Regions from separate parts of the Mus musculus genome. Here region 2 is linked to region 1. Evidence: chromatin contacts called from public Hi-C data. All regions are on one chromosome and are shown on one strand. The core of a region is the stretch at or near the end of the contact, and the rest is flanking DNA. Distances in the headings are between cores, read along the strand shown.

Region 1 (3,197 bases), core at 486-2,985:
CCATGGCTAGTTGAAACATTCACAACCATCACTATAGAAACTCAAAGACCAATCCTGTCTCTTCCGAGAGACTCTACGCATCCCAGACGCTGGTAATTGAAACTTCCCGCTCGTCAGTTTCGTTGTCATCTTGTGTTAAACTTTCCTCCTCGTCAGGTAGACAGAAGGGGGAGGGGGTGTTAGAGTGGGCACTGAATGATGGGCTTCTGATCATATGAACTCTGAATCTCTTCCTCCTGCCAGACCACTGCCGAGTAAGGGGCAGACACAGGACTGTGCAGTCACACATGTGCACCTGCGTGGATAAGGTGTGGGAGGCACCCAGGGCAGTCACACATGTGCACCTGCATGTATAAGGTGTGGGAGGTACCCAAGGCAGTCACACATGTGCACCTGCATGTATAAGGTGTGGGAGGCACCCAGGGCAGTCACACATGTGCACCTGCATGTATAAGGTGTGGGAGGCACCCAGGGCAGTCACACATGTGCACCTGCATGTATAAGGTGTGGGAGGCACCCAGGGCAGTCACACATGTGCACCTGCATGTATAAGGTGTGGGAGGCACCCAGGGCAGTCACACATGTGCACCTGCATGTATAAGGTGTGGGAGGCACCCAGGGCAGTCACACATGTGCACCTGCATGTATAAGGTGTGGGAGGCACCCAGGGCAGTCACACATGTGCACCTGCATGTATAAGGTGTGGGAGGCACCCAGGTATTGAACAAGTGTCAGAGTGCAGTGTGGTTAATAGCTTTTGGGACTAGATGAAACCTGACAGCTTCACAGTTCTGTTTGACCTTGAATGCTGTTCAGCTTCTCAGGCCTAGTGACAGACTCTACCTTCTTAGCATGTTCACAAGGACTGATGAGTTAGATCATTTGTCGGTTATGTAGTACTAGGGGGAGGGCTGAATCTACACTTTATAGCATCCTTGTGCAAGTTAGTGAAACAACACAACAGATTTGGTGGTTTTGGAGTTGCTTGTTTTGGAAATACGGTCTCACTCTGCAGCCCAGGGTTGGTCTTGAAAAGGCAGTCATCCTGATTGAAGTAATAAATGTAGTGCTGGGAAGTTGAGCAGGCATTAAACACATGTCTTGTTGTTCTAAGAATCTCGATAAGTGTTATGGCTATGCTCTCAAACAAGAGATTCAAGGTGCATGAACTGTATAGCTCTGGCAGGTCGGCCAGCTTCAAGGCTCCCAAACCCTCAGAGGGCAGAGAGGTCAGAGTACAATGTAGAGCTTCCAACTGCCGACCTTTGCCCATTCTACATCAGATGTTGCCTCACTTTGCCATAGAGATGAAACACGCTTCTGTCTTGCTCTTACCTCCCATACAGGGAAAACCAGGCTTCATACACCCTGGGGCATGAAGACTAGCAGAAGAAACCGGATGTCAGCAAGGCATTGGCAAAGGATCTATTATCATTGTTACACATGCGAAGGTGTTTCATTTTTCATAAGGTTGTGGTTGTAAGCCTTCGCAAGCAAATGACTAAGGAACGAATCTCTACTGGCTCCTTCCTGACTCTTCTGAATGTCTTCCCTGTGACCTCAGACAGCGGTCGTGAACTTGGAGGTCATCACCCCCTGGGGGGGGGTTGCATATCAGATATCCTGCTTGCTAGCATTAGGAAGGTTGAAAATCCGCTGCCTTGGAGCCTGCGTCTCCTTCTCAGCTCTTCTGTCCTGACTAAGTCCAGCATCTCCTCATCAACAGCAGAGAATGTGCATGACGCTCCCTCTACTCCCTGCATTCAGGGTTGCCCTGCCTCCAGCAGCCTTTCCACACCATGGCTGTCTGGCTTTGAATTTGTCTTTTGTTAGCACAATTTGGTCACTGAGTTAATTTTTATTCAAATCTCAGTGGCCCTAACACATCACACTGGTGTAATAGGGAATATACTGACAAGGCTGGAGATTTTTAAGTCACGTACACCGAATCCACACACATTGCAGCCCTCTCTTCAAGGGAATGCAGGATTCCAATGAGTCTGAGAATAACTGCAGAGGAAAAGCCTGAACTTCTCAAAAGAAACCAGATGGTGGCAGCATAGAATGCACAAGGAAGGCCAGGACCAACGGCAGCTTCCAAACATGAAACTACTAATTAGTGATGAGAACACCATCAGGAAAACCGGTTAAGAACATGCAGTTTAGTTCCAGAAATACCTGCTTTTGGCCTTGTTTCCATCCTCACTGGCGGCATGAACTTGGGCAAGCCGATTAATTTCTTTAAGCCTCATTTCCTCATCTACACAATGAGGATGACCATAATTACAGGAGTGTTTTGGGATTATGGGAGAAAATGTCTGTGATATGCTTAGTCTATGCCTAGGAAACAAGCAGTTCAGGGACAGGCAGGCAGACAGACAGATAGAGATATATATGATGAGTAGTTTTATGTCAATTTGACACAAGCTAACGTCATCTGAGAGGAGGCAACCTCAATTAAGAAAATGTCTCCATAAAATCAGGCTATAGGCAAGCCAGTAGGGCGTTTTCTTAATGAATTATTGATGGCAGAGGGTGCAGCCCATTATGAGTGGGGTGATTCATGGCCAGGTGTTCCTGGATTCTACAAGAAAGCAAGCCAGTAAGCCGCACTCCTTCACAACCTCTGCATCAGCTCCAGCCTCCAGCTTCCTGCCCCATTTTCCTGTCTTGGCATCCTTTGATGATGAACAGTGGTGTGGAAGTATAATCCCTCTCCGACTTGATTTTTGTCATGGTGTTTCATCACAGCATTAGTAGTCCTTTCCAAGACAGACAGATAGACAGACAGACAGACAGGTTTTTATTTTTACTTGAAACATTGTCTCCCCCGAACCTGGTGCTTTCTAACTGAGTTAGATTGACCGACCAGAAAATCTATTTCCACTTATCCACTGTTGTAATTACAAGCATATCCTGCTGCACTTGGCTTTTAAAGATTGTATTTTAAATTTTATTTTTAGTGTGTGTGTGTGTGTGTGTGTGTGTGTGTGTGTGTGTGTGCGCGCGTGTGCGTGCGCACATGCAGGCTTTCTGGCTTTCTGTGTATGGGCCTATGAGTGCTGATATCTACAGGGGCCAAAAGGTGGCACCAGATCCCTTGGAACTAGGGTTAGGGATGATTATTGCAAGCCACTTGATATGGGCGCTGGGAACCTAACTTGGGCCGTCTGCCAAAGCAGTAGGTGCTCCTAACT
Region 2 (3,197 bases), core at 344-2,843, 510 kb after region 1:
AGGTAGAAGAAAACCTTAAAAGGGAAAAAAATGTACCAATGTGCATAACATTTCCAGTGCAAGATAAATTTTGAGGTTACAGCGTACACATTTTAGATTGCTGTGGTTCATTATTTTTTTTCAACATAGCATTTTGTCCAGATTGGTTTAGAATCCACCATGCAGTTTAGGGTAGCCTCAGGTTTGTGGCAATCGCCATTTTAGCATCTCAAGTCTTGGACTGAGACCTAATTTTAAGCCTATGAACCATGATAATTGTGCCCCTCACTGCCTGCTCTTTAAAAGTGATGCTATCAAGGAAATTTGTATAGCACTTGGGATTCATTCTTACCCCATCATTCTGTATGCTACTTCCTGCTGACTGATGTAAAAATATTTGTTACAGTTCCCTTCGTGCCTGTTCACTCTGCTCCCCAAATACGTTTTTGAATTCCCTAGTTTCTTCAACCTATCAGCTTTGCATTCTCCTGTACATTGTGAGGTATCTTTCTTCCTTGAATGAAATGTGCTTACAGGCACATTCTTTCCTATTCACCAAGTTGCTTGACTGCAGGCTTCTCCTCGGCTGGAATATGCAGCACCCAGGCTTACCAGGAAGATTTTAAAGGAGTGAATCACAAGGCATGAGGCAGTTTTTTATCTATTGCCTCCATCTAAATCTGATGTTGACTTTTTGTATCTGTATAGGGACTCTAAATATATCTGCACATGAATATGTGATCAAACAATGATGGAAGGGAAATTGCAGAGTGCTTTCAGAACCCAGAGACTGCACCCTCGTTGAGTACTAATAGATGATAGATTTCTCTATGAATCCAGGCTTTGTCAGTGGTGATGAATATGCAACTAGAATAAAATACTTAGATGTTTTAGTATCCTAAATTGTCCTTGAATGACATTCCTACAGGACAATGCATTGGCTCTTATGTAACAGAATCTTTATATTTTAGACCTCTATTCTGCTGACCACCTGCAGGTATTTATTTTAGAAACCTTAGCACATTAACACAATGAAAACTTACATACTTTATAAATAATAATTAATTATAATGACTTTAGCAGACATTTACTGAGCACTTATTCTGGTTCAGGCCTTGCTTTTACTCACTCATGACAACTTTTTTTTTTAACATGTTACTAAACGTTAGCATCTATTCATGATTATTTGTGTTTAATAATTCATCATGTATAATGGATTTTTAAAAGTGCGTAACTCTTGTTACTCATTTCACCCATTTATAGCTGGAAATACTGAGAGAGTAAAGTATTTTGTTCAGATCTATTGAACCATAGCTTTTCCTGGTGATGAAGATCTTCAAGATATCTCAAATAGAGGAACACTAAATGTTGCTAGCTCTTGTTTGGTCATGGTTATCCAAAATACTCCTTCCTCATCCACTACAGTTTAAAGCTGAGGGTACAGGGTAAGGAGATTAGAGAGCAGTCCTGTGCTAAGACATCTTCTATCATTAAATACTGTTCAGACAGAGTTAGGATCCCTGCTTGTAATTACGATGATAGGCACCTCTGTCTTTTCAACAATAGATTCTGTTCTCTGCTAACTGCTTTCTCCTCTTTCCTCACCGCCCCTTTGTGTGTGTGAGAGAGAATGTGGGTGGCTGCTATGGCAACTCTGAATATAACTCCTGCTGCAAACACAGGATTTCCAGTCAGGGTTTGCCATTATATTTGAACTTATATACGAATGTATTTTGCCCCAGATTCACTAGTGACACCTTGGGAAAATTTCATAATAAAAAAGCTGGGTGTTTCAAAATAATTTGGCCCCATAGAACGATTGCCAGAAGTTTAACAGGTAGGTATTTAGGAAAGAATGGCCTTCTGAGCAGTATTCTTTATGAAAATCATCTCATGATCTGGTGTAGAGATTTGTTTTCTTAATGTTAGGTCATATGTGAACGCATATGAATAAAGTGATGCCAGTATTTGAAAATGAACTAAGGAATATTTGTTTGATGCTTCACTGTGTGGCTTAGCATAAACCAAGGAATTTGAATTCTCTCTTAGGATCTGACTTAAATTAAGGCTTTCAGGGATAATTTGACTGTAGATATTTCTTTTGCTTTACTAAGAAGTTATAGAGGGAAAAATCCCTAATCCTATTTTTCACAAATGCTATTAGTTTCCCTGGTTGAGGGAATAATCCATAAGTTATTTAACCCTCAGTTCTCAAATTTCTAATTGAGTGCTAAATTCTACTAGAATAATCTTTAAATTTAGCTTTCTGGTCATGAGTTTTCAAATTAAAAGCAAGCAAGCAAAAAAAAAAAAAAACCTTCAAAGTTAAGATCGAAAGACCATGTTTGATGAATTTCTGGTACACCCATACAATTTGAAACAGAAAAGCATGCTCTAAGATTTTTTGGTAACCTTCAAATATGACCTTAATTTTTTCTTGTCATAAAACTAATTATAATAAGGGGGTGGGAAAGATGGCTCAGTGGTTAGGAGCATTGGCTGCTCTCACAGAGTGTAAGAACCTGAATGTAATTCTCAATACCCACATGGTGATTCATAACCATCCCATAACTCCAGCTCCAGGGAATTCTGATGCCCTCTTCTGGCCTCTTCAGGCACGAGGCATGCACAGGGTACATAGACATTTATGCAGGTTAAACACCCGAACATCTAAAATAAAAATTTAAGAACTTTAAAAAGAAGTAATAAACCATGGTGGCTAAATCATTGGCCCTTAATTTCCATTGTGTGGCTCACTCTAAAGCTAGGAGACAGAAACATCTTCTTTCCTGGGTCTGAGTCAGCTCAGCAGTCAGCTAGGGTTTGCCTCAGTTGGTGCAACTGGAATAAGTGGGCCTCTCTCATTCCCGTGAGGTCTTTCTTGCTTAACTTGCCAGATTGTGTCTCAGCACAACCTTCCAAAACGTTGGAGCCCCAAACTTTAATGTACCTGGAGGCTTATGTTCCTGGTTTCCTTGGCATTTCATCACGATGCTCTATCTATCCAGGAAATCACACAGCACCTGCAGATGGAGGAGTTGTCCAAATAGATTGTTAAAAGTGGATATAATGCCAAAGGAGGAATTTGTGGCCGTTACATGATTTACCAGTTCTTCTCTGAACAGTGGACAGCTTGCCTCTGTCCTTGGTGCTAGTGGCCATTTATTGGCAGTTCCCTTCCCTCCCTTGGTACAATCTTCTGTTGTAATGATCTCACA

Evidence for each region. Hi-C and Micro-C count contacts between places; a contact is called where the count stands out from the background.
Region 2: a Hi-C map of cortical neurons shows a contact between it and region 1, with 5 times the contacts expected there. The contact joins two enhancer-like sites.

What each region holds. Positions count from the first base shown.
Region 1 is chr3:117,118,531-117,121,727 of GRCm38.p6, forward strand. No RefSeq gene overlaps it. Among named protein-coding and RNA genes, the nearest start is that of 1700061I17Rik, 42 kb to the left of the region's middle. Within about 2 kb of position 1,736, at least 14 of the 459 cell types and tissues checked have an H3K27ac peak or open chromatin away from gene starts, as enhancers often do. A contact at or near this core is called in cortical neurons, where this site is marked.
Region 2 is chr3:117,627,413-117,630,609 of GRCm38.p6, forward strand. All of the region lies in intron 3 of Plppr5 (phospholipid phosphatase related 5), which reads left to right. Among named protein-coding and RNA genes, the nearest start is that of Plppr5, 54 kb to the left of the region's middle. Within about 2 kb of position 1,594, at least 26 of the 459 cell types and tissues checked have an H3K27ac peak or open chromatin away from gene starts, as enhancers often do. A contact at or near this core is called in cortical neurons, where this site is marked.